Regions from separate parts of the Mus musculus genome. Here region 2 is linked to region 1. The links are chromatin contacts, called in public HiChIP or PLAC-seq maps. All regions are on one chromosome and are shown on one strand. The core of a region is the stretch at or near the end of the contact, and the rest is flanking DNA. Distances in the headings are between cores, read along the strand shown. Region 1 has its middle 13 kb from the start of Gm27204. Region 2 holds the start of Pygo1 (pygopus 1).

Region 1 (6,201 bases), core at 1,397-3,896:
GAAACCTGCATGAGGCAGATGAGAAACAGTAATCCTTCCCTCTCAGAAACTGATGCAGTTGTGTGTGCATGTGAGTATGTCTATTGTGTGCATGTATGTACATGTGTGTGTGCATGTGTGTGTATGTGTGTGTACATGTGTGTATGTGTGTGTGCATGTATGTTCATGTGTGTGTATGTGTGTGGTAGGTACACTCACACATACATGCACACATGAAGGCTGTGGAGGCCAGTATCTTTAGGCCAGTACCTTTCTCTATCACTCTTCACATTATTTGTTGAGACAGGGTCTCTAACGGGATCTGGAGCTAGCTGTTTGGACTCACCAGTGGTTCCAAACCTGTGGGTCTCACTCTTTTTTTGGGGGGGGGAGGGTAGAATGATCCTTTCACAGGGGTTTCCTAAGAACACAGATATATACATTACAATTCATAACTAGCAAAATTACAGTTATGAAACAGCAATGAAAAATTGTTGTATGGCTGGGGGGGTCATTACAACCTGAGAAACTGTATGAAAGGGTCACAGTACCAGGAAGGTTGAGAACTGATGAGTTATACTAACAGGCCAGTAAAACCCCAGGGTCCTCTTGTCTCTGCCTCTCAGCCCAACATCTACACGGCTGCCAGGGATCCGAACTCAGGTCCTGGAGCTCACAGGGAGGTATTCAACCACCAAGTTATCTCCTCAGACCCCACACACATTCATCTTAAAGGCTCTGCTGAGGCCACGACCAAACGTTCAAGATGTCAGAATCTGTCCACAGTATGCCCGGCATGACAGCTAGGAAGTGCCCAGTGCTTCCATATGCCAAGGAGACGCAGGACTCCTGAAACGAAGGTCCAATGATGCCTTGGGATTTTCTACTTGAATCTTAAAATTATTTACTTCAGTGGTTCTCGAAACCTTCCTAATGCTGTGACCCTTCAATACAGTTCCTCATGTTGTATGACTCCTGACTATAAAATGATTTAATTATGACTTCATAATTAATTGTGCTGCTGTTATGAATCAAAGTATAAATATCTGATATGGAAGACATCTGAAGTGTGTCTCCCAAGGGGTCACGACCCACAGGTTGAGAACCACTGGGTTTCTTTATGGAAGAAGAGCTAGCTGATATATTTGAATCAGAACTATTTAATGATACCCATTTCAGCCCAGGTCTCTTTCTCCTCTCCCCTCTCTGCCTTCAGCTCTACCCCTGCTCCCCTCTCCCTTCTCCTCCCCCTTCTCTTTCTCAGGGGATGAGGGGGGTCTCTAGTTTCTTAGGAGCTATCCATTTTTTATTTATTTATTTATTTATTTTATTATTTTTTTTTTTTTTGGTTTTTCGAGACAGGGTTTCTCTGTGTAGCCCTGGCTGTCCTGGAACTCACTCTATAGACCAGGCTGGCCTTAAACTCAGAAATCCACCTGCCTCTGCCTCCCAAGTGCTGGGATTAGAGGAGTGGGCCACCACTACCTGGCCCACATTATCTTTAAGACAGGGTCTCTCACTGTCCTGGATCTCACTGAGTAGGCTGGTTGGGTAGCTAGTGACCCACCCCACCCCCACCCCGGGGGTCCCCCCTCCCTACCTCCCCACAGCACAGCACGGGGCTTGCAAGTTTGCGCCACCATGACTGGCTTGTTAAAAACAAACAAACAAACCACGGGTTCTGGGGATTTAACTTAGGTCCTTTACAGACTGAGCTATCTCCCAAGCAGATGTACACACACACACACACACACACACACACACTCACACACACTCACACACACTGACACACTCTTCCTTCCTCCCTTTCTCTCTTTCTTCTCCCTCCCCTTCTTCTGTTTCTTTAACATGTGAGAAGAAATCAAAGCCTAGGATCATTTAGGGGAATTTTCACTTTGGATCCTCTTTCTGTCTCCTAGACTGTCTTTGGGTAGTATCCCAGTCATGGGCCTGCTGGCCTAAGGTCTTTTCTTTCTTTCTCTCTTCCTTCCTTCCTTCCTTCCTTCCTTCCTTCCTTCCTTCCTTCCTTTCTTGCTCTTTCTTTCTTTCTTTCTTTCTTTCTTTCTTTCTTTCTTTCTTTCTTTCCTTCCTTCCTTCCTTCCTTCCTTCCTTCCTTCCTTCCTTCTTTCTTTCTTTCTTTCTTTCTTTCTTTCTTTCTTTCTTTTTTTCTTTCTTCCTTTCTTTTCCCTGCCCTGATCCCTCTCCACACTATTGACCTGGCTCACAGTAACCTGAGACAACTAGAAACCACTCTTTTCTGAGCCTCTCTAGCTTAGCTGCTGCCAGAGATCTAAGGTTGCAAAATTGTATCTGCTCCCCCCCCCCTCCGCCCCCAAGCAGCAATTAGGCAATTGACAAGCTCGGTGGCCATTTGTACCTTCTGAACAGCGTGCAAATGGCTGATGGTGGGTACTATGTAACAACAGCACATGTTCATCCCTGACCGTTAGCGCTTTCCAGAAACCAGACGACGGGCCAAAGACCATGCTGATGCCCTCGGAGTCAGCAAAGGGAGAGATGGCGCACGGTGCAGCCACCCCCTGGGAGCATGAGCAGCAGTATTTCTAAGATTAATCTGTTGGCAGCTGGTAAGTAGGTGAGTTCCCTGCAGCCTTTGAAAGCAGAGGGGATTGATTCGCAAACGACCGCCCACGCTTCCGGGCAAACATGAGTCCGTGGCGCCATCTTCTGGCAGAAATGACCTCAAGGAGTGGCTGAGGACAACAACAGACATTTTATTGGAGGTGTCAGAAGATTCTGAGCTAGGAGAAATCACAGGACTGGTTTTGATCTGGCCCTTTGGGCGCAGACGGGAGTCAGGGGTAGAGCAGAGATAGAAACTCAGCGGATGAACCGATTGACACCCGTTGATTCTTTCAGCTGAGCCCAGCCAAGCACAGTATATGCTCATACCCTCCATGTGAAAAGTGAAATCAGACAGGCTCAAGAGATGGCTAATTACATGTCCCAGTGGCCTTTCATACACACAAATGACACTTGTAACAGAAACTCAACCTAGGCTCCACAGTGTCTGGGAAAATACCGCCACTCTACCCTGCTCCTGTCTCCAGAGCTCCTGAATGGTCACAGGCCCAGTTATTTGGAGAGAGGACCGCGGAGGGGGCCCCCAGAGAGCAGGGGCATGGAGCCCTAAGAAGGCAAGTGGCTCACAAGCAGTCAGTCAGTAAACAACATTCACCAGACACTTTGTTCTCGAGTTTTTCTCACAAATGCCAGACCAGTGTCTTATTTGGAAAAAATAACTCCTTTGTTATGAAACACAGTGGGGGAGACACTTATTAAGTATAATAGATTGGGCTGGTGAGGGGGCTCAGGGAGTAAGGCTGTTTGACTCCAAGCATGGACCTGGATTTGATCCTAACGAACCACAGACTTCTGAAAGTTGTCCTCTGCCCCCACACACATGCCATGGCACATGCGTGCACACACACAGAGAGAAGTAGAATACACATATATGCCTGCATAGTAGATTACCACAGAAGGGGACACAGGCATCATTTCCCAAGCATCTCTCTCTTGTATACTTGTAACATGCCTGCCACATGTTACACTATTACATATAAATACATTATCCTCTCCGGGTCCTAACCCAGTGGGAGGAGGTCCAGAAATCTCACTCAGAGACTGCTTACCTTTTTTTGGTTTTGTTTGTTTGTTTGTTTTGCTTTGTTGTTTTGTTTTGTTTTCGAGACAGAGTTTCTCGATGTAACAGTCCTGGCTGTCCTGGAAATTGCTCTGTAGACCAGGCTGACCTCCAGCTCACAGAGCTTCTGTCTTCCAAGTGCTGGGATCGAAGGTGTGCACCACCACCGCCCAGATAGGTTATCTGTCTTTTGTATGGTCCTATAATTAAAGTTATTCTTTTGGTGACTCAGTTTGTTATACAACTGCAGCCCATGGTCCTTTTTTTTTTTTTTTTTTTTTTTTTTTAATTAATCTGGAATTTCATTCCATTCTTTTTTTTTTTTTAAAGATTTATTTATTTATTATATGTAAGTACACTGTAGCTGTCTTCAGACACACCAGAAGAGGGAGTCAGATCTCGTGATCAGATGGTTGTGAGCCACCATGTGGTTGCTGGGATTTGAACTCCTGACCTTCGGAAGAGCAGTTGGGTGCTCTTACCCACTGAGCCATCTCACCGCAGCCCATGGTCCTAATGGGTCACTTCCTGGGCCTGTTTGTCTTCTACAGAGAGGTGGCCATGTTCCTCTTGCTCTCTTCCCCTTAACTCGCCTTGGTTTTCTCCATATCTCCTGCCTGGAGGTTCTGTTCCCACCATGCAGCGTCCATCCCTGGTCACAAGTACAACCTGTTGAGAGCTCGGCTGTGGGAAATGTTCTTTCTTCTATACCCAGGTGCTGCCAGGGTCAGCCCTGGCCTCTACCAGAGAGCAGTCACTCAAAGAGAACTTTTGTGGCTTATCCCTGACTGTCCCAATGGGCACATGGGCCTGGTTTATACCTGGCTCTTCAGAGGATACTGTGAACATCTGCAGTTATTGGGTAACTCTGTATTGGTCCCTGCAGATCTGTCCCATCACCCATCTCATCCATAACACAAGGGATGTGGACCCTCTGACCTCAGTGGTCCTTTGAGGCTCTGATGCAAGCCCTTAGTTCTGAGCGCCTACGCTGGTGTCTCTGAGGAGAGCAGAAACTTTTCCAGTCACATCTGTGCCTCCTTTGCATGCTAATCTTTTCCTTCCTGGAAATTTCATAATGGCTACAGATTACTATTTGGCAGAATCTTTCCGGCTGGGTTGAAGAATCCTTTACACGTCTTTTCTTTCCCATCTCCCCCTCCTTTCCTCAGGCCTCTCAGTGCATCCAAGGCCTTACCTCAGGGCTTCTCTAAGCTCTGGGTGGTCATCTGTGGTGGTCATGCTTGCCCTGCACTGTGACAGCCCTGAGAAGAAACCAGGAGGATTTTCTTTTATGTTCAGGTGCGTTTGTGCGGAGTGAGGTAGCACGTGGAGCTCAAGTCAGCCTCAGCTGCTGTTCCTCGGGTGACAGCCACCGCTAGAGATTAGGCTTCTGGGACACTGTGTGGTCCGTGACCCCCAGGATCTGATCATCTCTTCCTCCTCCAGCGCTGGTTTACAAGCGAGGGTTATCTCGGTTGTTTTTTTTTAATGTGGGTTCTGAGGGTTGAACTCCGGTCCTTGTACTCACAAAGCTCTGAGCTTTCTCCTCAGACCCCAGCCAAGGAAGAGTTTTGAATGCTGAAGAGGATGCTGTACACATCTAGATCAATGTCGAGGTTATGACAGCCCCTCTTTCCATATCGAGATTGTTTTTAGGACCAGGATTAACATGTTATTTACTACAATCTAGAGCTAGGTTATGTGAGACACTGTTTTCTCTAATCACTTTCATGTGGCTAGGGTATATACTTTATTTATTTATTTATTTTTGGTTCTTTCAAGACAGGGTTTCTCTGCGTAGCCCTGGCTGTCCTAGAACTTACTCTGTAGATCAGGCTGGCCTCGAACTCAGAAATCTGCCTGCCTCTGCCTCCCAAGTGCTGGGATTAAAGGCATGCGCCACCACGCCCGGTAAATTTATTTATTTTTATTTATATAAGTGCACTGTAGCTGTCTTCAGACACACACCAGAAGAGGGCATCAGATCTCATTACAGATGGTTGTGAGCCACCATGTGGTTGCTGGGAATTGAACTCAGGACCTCTGGAAGAGCAATTAGTGCTCTTAACCACTGAGCCATGTCTCCAGCCCTGGGTATACATTTATTTATGCAAACACTTAATTTATCACAAGAGGGAATGCATAAAAATTTTGAGCATATATTTTGTTTTCTCACAAGAAGCATTTGTCTCCCCTTCAGGAAGACACTCTGCAGTGAAGTCATTAACAGCTGCCTGTCCACCTATGTGTTCAGACCAAACTAATCCTGACTTTTCTTCTCAGCCTGTAAAGAACAACAGACATGTTGGGGCTCAGACTCTGAGTCTAGGCTAGTGTGCCCTGATGCTGTGTCCCCAGAGTCCTTCCTGGTAGGCAGTCAGAACAGAACAGCACGGGCAAGTGCTTTGCTGTATCTGCCACAGGGGAGTAATCATAAGAGAGAAAAGACAAAAATGTTTTAATTGCCTTGTAACTCTCCTTAGCTGTGAAACTGAAGTGGCCTTTACAGCTGCCCCCCCAGGGAGACTAAACACCAGCCAGGCCTATTTTGAATG
Region 2 (6,201 bases), core at 973-3,472, 160 kb before region 1:
GTATTCCAGCAGGGTCTCTTACCTGAAACCCACGCTCACTGAGTCAGAGTCTAGTTTGCTCTGGGGGGTCACCTGTCTCCCTTTCACCTGCTGGAGTGACAGGAGAGCCACCACACCCACCTGGCATTTACTGGGGTCTTGGGCACCTGGATTCAGAGCTTCACACTTGATGGGCAGATGCTTTGCCCACTGAACCATCCTCCAAGTGCTAGAAAAAGAGAATTCTCCCTAAACATTTGAGAGAAGAACATGGGTGCCACTGCACTGGGGTCATGTGCATGCGGAAGTCACACTGAACCAAGACATCAATGGATGTCCGTGGTCACATAAGGCAAAAGGAAATGTTGCCGACTTATGTGCACTTTATCCTTTTGGGGGGCGGTGGATGGAAAGGTTACGCAGTAGCCTCTCTGCTTCAGTCATTCCCCTCAGTCTGATTTTCTGCACAACACCCAGACAAACCCCTTAGGAACCCAATACTGCTTTTCTGAAAAACTGTGCAGTTCCCATCTCAGAGTAAAAGCCAAAATCTGTCTGCCTGTCTGCCTTCCTCCTCTTCCTCCTCCTCCTCCTCCTTCTTTTGTTTGTTTTTTTTGAGACAGGGTTTCTCTCTGTACCCCTAGCTGGAACTCAGAAATTCACCTGCCTCTGCCTCCCAAGGGCTGGGATTAAAGGCGTGCACCACCACACCCGGCGCCTTCTTTTTTTTTTTTTTTCTTCTTTGACAGGGTCTCAATAGCTGGATTGCAACTTACTAGTATAGATCATGCTAACCTCAAATTCACAGACATCCACCTGCCTCTGCCTCAGCAGTGTTGGAGCTAAAGGCCTGCCCACCGTGCCTAGCAAAAGACAAAGCCTTAATGACTCTCAAGACACACCCACCCTCAGCCCATCACACCTGGCTGTCCCGGCTCATCCTGGCTCACCTTGCCACAAGTTACCATAGCTGCCTTGGCACGGCTTGGATACACAGGCAAACCAAACCCAAAGCCTTTGCATCTCTGGTTCCCTTTGCCTGGAGTGCCTTCTCCCCAGGTAAGACAGGGATTGTGTCATCTTCCTTTCAGCCCACCTTCCAGGTCACCTTCTACACACTCCTGGCCTTCGCTCCCTGGAAGTCTTTTCTACCCCCATTCCCTGCTTTGGTATTTTGCACAGTACTTTACCATCTATATTGTTTACTGAGAGGTGCACTCCTGTGTAAAGAACATCTAAATTCTTTATTCACTGTTTTAACCCATGCCAAGCACAGTACTTAGTACCTAGTACATGTTCAACAAATATTTGCACAATGAACAAACTTTGAGACTCCCAGACTGAGAAACCCACCCGGAGCTGGAAATAAGGGCTGGCAGGTATCTCCAAATCTCCAGATGGTATGTGGTAGTGAGTATGTGTGTGTGTTTTAAACTTACATGCAGTACCTTTTGTTTAGTACGCCCTTCTCTCTGTTTTCTCTGAGACAGTAAGGCAAGGAAGAAAACCAATGATGCAGGAAGCTGTTTTTGTATGATTTGATTCTTAATCTTATTGGTTAATAAAGAAAACGCCTTCTGAATGTATCTAGTTCCTCTCTCTCAACTAAAAGAAAATATACTGAATATGTGTTTGCCTTTTGGAGGGAGGTGATTCCGCCAAGCGCCTCAACTCTCTGGCAGTGCAACTTAGTTTTCTGGGGGGGTGGGTATTGTTCGCGGGTGTCTCTTTTTCACCCCGAGGTGTCTATTGTGCTGTGTGGTGGGGAGCAGGAGAGGAGCCGGGTAGGAAGGGATGCTGAGCGCTGCACGTCTGCACACAAAGTGGGGACCCCGGGCGCCTGGAGCCGCGCACTTAGGCCCGGGTCGCCCCGGTGGCTTCCTCACGGGCCCGAGCTCCCTCAGTCCTCCCAACCCAGCTCCGTTACCTCTAACTCTCTTCAGCGCGATGGGCTCCTTGTCCTGTTCCGCTGACATTACCGACCGCCGCGCATGGCTCGCCCCCGGGCCGCGGGAAGCCGGTGTCTTTGATGCGGCGGCCCCTCCTCCTCTGGGTCCTCCTCCTGATCCTCCGGGTCCTCCTCTCGGTCCCTGGAGTCCTCCCGGCCGAGCTCGGAGCCCAGGCCGGCCGAGCCGCGGGCCGACTTTGAAAAGTTTGGGAGGCAGCCGAGGCCTCGGGGCTCCGTGCGCTCGCGGGGCTTAGCCGGGCTCCGCCGGGCTCCGCCGGGCTCAGGGCCGCGGCCTGGGGGCGGCGCCCGCGCCCGGCCGGGAGGAGACGCGCGCCCTGGGCCGCGCTGCGCTGCGCTCCGCCCGCGCGCGGGGGAGACGCGGCCTCCGCGGACACAAAAGCCCCCGGCCTGCAGCGGCCGCTCGGGGGACGTGGCGCGGCCCCGAGGCCTCCCCGCCCTGCCTGTGCTCCACAGCCCAGCACGGGGCCGGGCTTCGGGGGCGGGGACCCAGGGCGCGCGGAGCCCCGCACCCTCACCCGCACCCGCACAGGGTTTCGGGGCCGCGGCCTCGCTGGAAGGCTCCGCTGCGCTCCGGGGCCGTGTGCGCCAGGCCCTGCACTCACCTCGCGCCCTCCAAGGCCCAGTACCCCCGGCCCTGCGTCTCCCGCCCGCGCCCCGCAGCTCGGGCCCCGCGCTTCCCGCTGCCCTCCGAGGCCCAAGACTAGCTGGCTCTGCGCAACCTGTGCAGGGCGCAAGGGCGCAATGTCCTGCTCCGCGCTCCCCGCCACCCTCCAAGACCCCAAACCCTCCAAATCTGAGTCCAGCTCCTCTGAGCCCTGGGCTGCTCTCTGCCCTCCAGGCCCCAGGACCCCGGGCTCCACGCCCCTCTGCACGCCCAGCCCCAGCCTCCCCGAGGAAACAGCAGCTCCGAACTTCATCCCAGCCACCGCACGCCTCGCAGTCAGATTTCAGAAAAACTTTGTCAGAGAAAGCAGCATAGTTCCGGGTGGATATGTGGACACCCCACTTTTCCCGTGCCCGTGGCTCGAACTCGTGTTTCTGCAACGCCCCCTTCCTTGGAGGCGCAATGAGTGAGTTGTTCAACACAGTGCATGCAATTAACACCAGAAGAAAAGTGGGAAAGGTGACCTCACACGGACAACTTGTAGGGAGATTCTCCCACCCCAATCTGAGGAGAGTGTAAATTAGATTCCAGTAGTGGTCCACATTCTCTCCTTGAGCTGTGTGACCCGAGACAACCGAGGCACACACTCTTGAGGTTCGTTTTCTGATTTCAACTCTGTCTTCTAGCTCTGACATTCTGTGAACGTTTAGGAGTTTCCCCTGTTCGTTGTTAGGTTTTCTCGTTGTTATACTAAGAGAAATTAGGTGCAGCCTCCAATCTTCCACCAGGTATCTATCACACCGTTTGTTTCTATATCCAACTTTAGACAAGTATGTCTGACAAGTGCTCTTAAGGACAGGAGGACCTATAAACTAATCAAAACGGGATTCTCATCTTCCTATACACAGGACTTACACAATTCATTCAAGTACTCAGGCAATGGCCAAGGGAAAACCCTACATTAGTGCAATCTGCTTTAGGAAAAGAATATCCAGGTCCTGGCTGGTGATAGCATATGGCACACCACTAATCCTAGCACTCTGGAGACAGAGGCAGATGGATATTTGTGTGTTCGAGGTCAGCCAAAGCTACATACAGAAACCTTGTCTCAGGGAGAAGGAGTGGGAGGGGGAGAGGAACAAGAGAAGTGTGAGTTAGTTTTCTCAGCATTCACATAAAAGCTGAGCACCAATTTGTGTCTATAAACCCAGGATTGGGCAGTTGGAGAGAAAGGGGCCCATGGAGTTTATTGACTAGCCAGTCTACCCAAACAATAACAAGGTTCACTGAGAGACCTTGTCAAAAGACAAGGCAGAGGGAGAGGGGCTGGAGAGGTGAATCACTGGTTAGGAGCTGCTCTTTCAGATACACAAGTGACTGGTTCCCAGAACTGACATATTGGCTCCCAGTCACCCATGACTCCAATTCCAGGATCCCATGTTCTTTGCTGGCCTCTTCAGATACTAGGCGCAGGCATGGTATACATACATACATGCAAACAGACACACATAAAATAAAAATAACTGGGCATGGTAGCCCACATCTTTAATGCTAGCAGTCAGTAGGCAGATCTTTGTGAATTCAGGGCCAGCCTGGTCTATATCGTGAGTTCTAGGCCATCCTGGGCTATACATAGTGAGTTCCAGGTTAGCCTGGGCCATAGAGTAAGACTCTGTCTCAAAAACTAAACTAAACCGGGCAGTAGTGGCACATGCCTTTAATCCCAGCACTTGAAAGTTAGAGGCAGGTGGATTTCTGAGTTCAAGGCCAGCCTGGTCTACAGAGTGAGTTCCAGGACAGCCAGGACTACACAGAGAAACCCTATCTGGAAAAAAAAAATTACACTAAACTAAAATGGAGAAAGAGCTAAGCACAAGGAAGCAAACACTGCTCTGTTTCCTGACTGTGGTAAGTGTCCCCACCATGACTGTGGTACGGTGTCCCCACCATGGTGGACCGAACTGTGACCTGTGAGCCAGGGTCAGCCCCTCCCTTCTCAGCTACTTGTCAGTGCACTGCATCACAGCAACAGTAACTAAGCAACAGTAACTAGACAACACCCAACTCAAGCTGTTTCAACAGTCCCTTACAGTCTGATGGCCTCTTAAAGGCCTCCTCATGCTAGCCCCCTGGCACCTGACCCACAAAGGTGACACATTGTCAACAATACCAGCTATGAAATAATATCCAAGAAGTGAGTGAGTGAGTGCCTCACACACTGAGGTGGGGTTGGGGAACTGTACGAAGCAATGACAATGACACTGAATGAGGCACTGGCCATGAGCTTGCTGCCGGTCTTGTCTTTGTGGGGTGGACACAGGGAGAGAAAACTCATGGTGATATGGGGGGAAGATGAACTCAGTTTTGGACACCCTAGGTCTGAGACTGGGAAGTTCAGGTGACAGAAAGATAATACCTCAGGTCATGCAAATACTAGTACCTGGGGGTGTGGGGCAGAAATCACATCTGCACTGATGTTATTTATAAGTTATTGTGTATCAATACTGTATAATGACCCCACACCCAGTGGTTTAAACAATCGTTTAGTTGCTTATAATTCTGTGGACAGGCAGTCTATGCTAGACTCTGATAGAATGGCTTTTTGTAGTACCACAAAGTCAATCAGGCATCTGTGGTTAGTTGGTGGCCAAAGGCTCTACTTTCTGGTAAGTAGATGGCTTTTAGCTGGAGCAATGAGCAAGCACCACAGCTGGGCTGTGGGGCAGCACCCAGCCCTCGAGTCTGGGATCTTTCAGAGGATAATGCTTACAGGATTCACAAGGGCATAAAGGGAGCACAGACCTTACTGTGCAAGCACTTCCCAAGGCTTGGCTTGTGCCTCATTGGTTAATTTTCTAGAACCACTGTAGGAATGGGTAACTACACAGACACAAAAGAGAACAGAACAAATAGGGACTGTCACTCAAAACATACATTTGTCCTTATATTGGGACTCATGGGGGATAGCGAAAGGAGACAGAGAGACATGTTTTTTACACAGATGCACAAATACTCTTCACATTTTCATGTCTGTCACGTTCTTCCAGTCTTGTTCACCTGGGAAATGTCAGATCCCTAGGAAGAGATGCCACTATGCCTCAGCGCGGCTACTGATCCAGCATCATGGACACAAATCAGATTGATACAGTCCACACAGTCATGGAGGAAACTGTCTGTCAGGATCTACAATCACCTAGGAGACTAGCCTCAGGGCATGCTGTGAGGAATTAGTTAAATGAGGTCAACGGAGGTGGCAGACCCACCTTCCCTGTGCGCAACACCATCCTATTTTCTGGGGTCTTGGACTAAATAAAGAGAAAATGAGTTGAGCACCAGCTTGTCTCTCTGCTTCCTGACTGGGGATGTGATGTGACTAGGTACCTCACAATCGAGCTACCTGATACTCACCACGATGGCCCGAGAACCCAAACAAACTCTTCCTTCCTTACACTGCTCTTGTTAGCTGTTTTGCCACAGCAAAGAAAGTCACTAACACGGGCTCTTCCCACCAACTGTCATCTCCTTATGCCCTCCAAATGGTGACATTCCTTTCAAAACTATCCCTTCACCTCGCTGTACTCAAATCCATGAGAAGCCTTTACTGCATCTCTTGTTCAGAGATGTGCAAAGTAAGCCGACTCCACTGTCT

Evidence for each region. HiChIP or PLAC-seq counts read pairs in DNA pulled down with a chosen protein or histone mark.
Region 2: a contact with region 1 is called in an H3K4me3 HiChIP or PLAC-seq map of forebrain, with 6 times the contacts expected there. The contact joins the promoter of Pygo1 here to the enhancer-like site in region 1. A contact is called at or near these places in 10 of 39 promoter capture datasets (the 3T3-L1 cell line, HPC-7-derived erythroid cells, cranial neural crest and 5 more), 2 of 15 datasets of contacts at CTCF or cohesin (embryonic stem cells and stem cell-derived epiblast-like cells), 15 of 484 Hi-C or Micro-C datasets (the G1E-ER4 cell line, Th1 cells, embryonic stem cells and 1 more), 21 of 115 datasets of contacts at active chromatin or transcription factors (craniofacial prominence, embryonic basal ganglia, embryonic forebrain and 8 more) and 4 of 9 other capture datasets (adipose tissue, embryonic stem cells, liver and 1 more).

Annotation. Positions count from the first base shown.
Region 1 is chr9:72,763,331-72,769,531 of GRCm38.p6, reverse strand. No RefSeq gene overlaps it. Among named protein-coding and RNA genes, the nearest start is that of Gm27204, 13 kb to the left of the region's middle. Within about 2 kb of position 2,646, at least 72 of the 459 cell types and tissues checked have an H3K27ac peak or open chromatin away from gene starts, as enhancers often do. A contact at or near this core is called in the G1E-ER4 cell line, embryonic stem cells, forebrain and 1 more, where this site is marked.
Region 2 is chr9:72,921,666-72,927,866 of GRCm38.p6, reverse strand. It overlaps Pygo1 (pygopus 1), which reads right to left and starts at 2,222. Exons shown (of 3, transcript NM_028116.3): 1 at 1,907-2,222. The coding sequence starts at 1,955.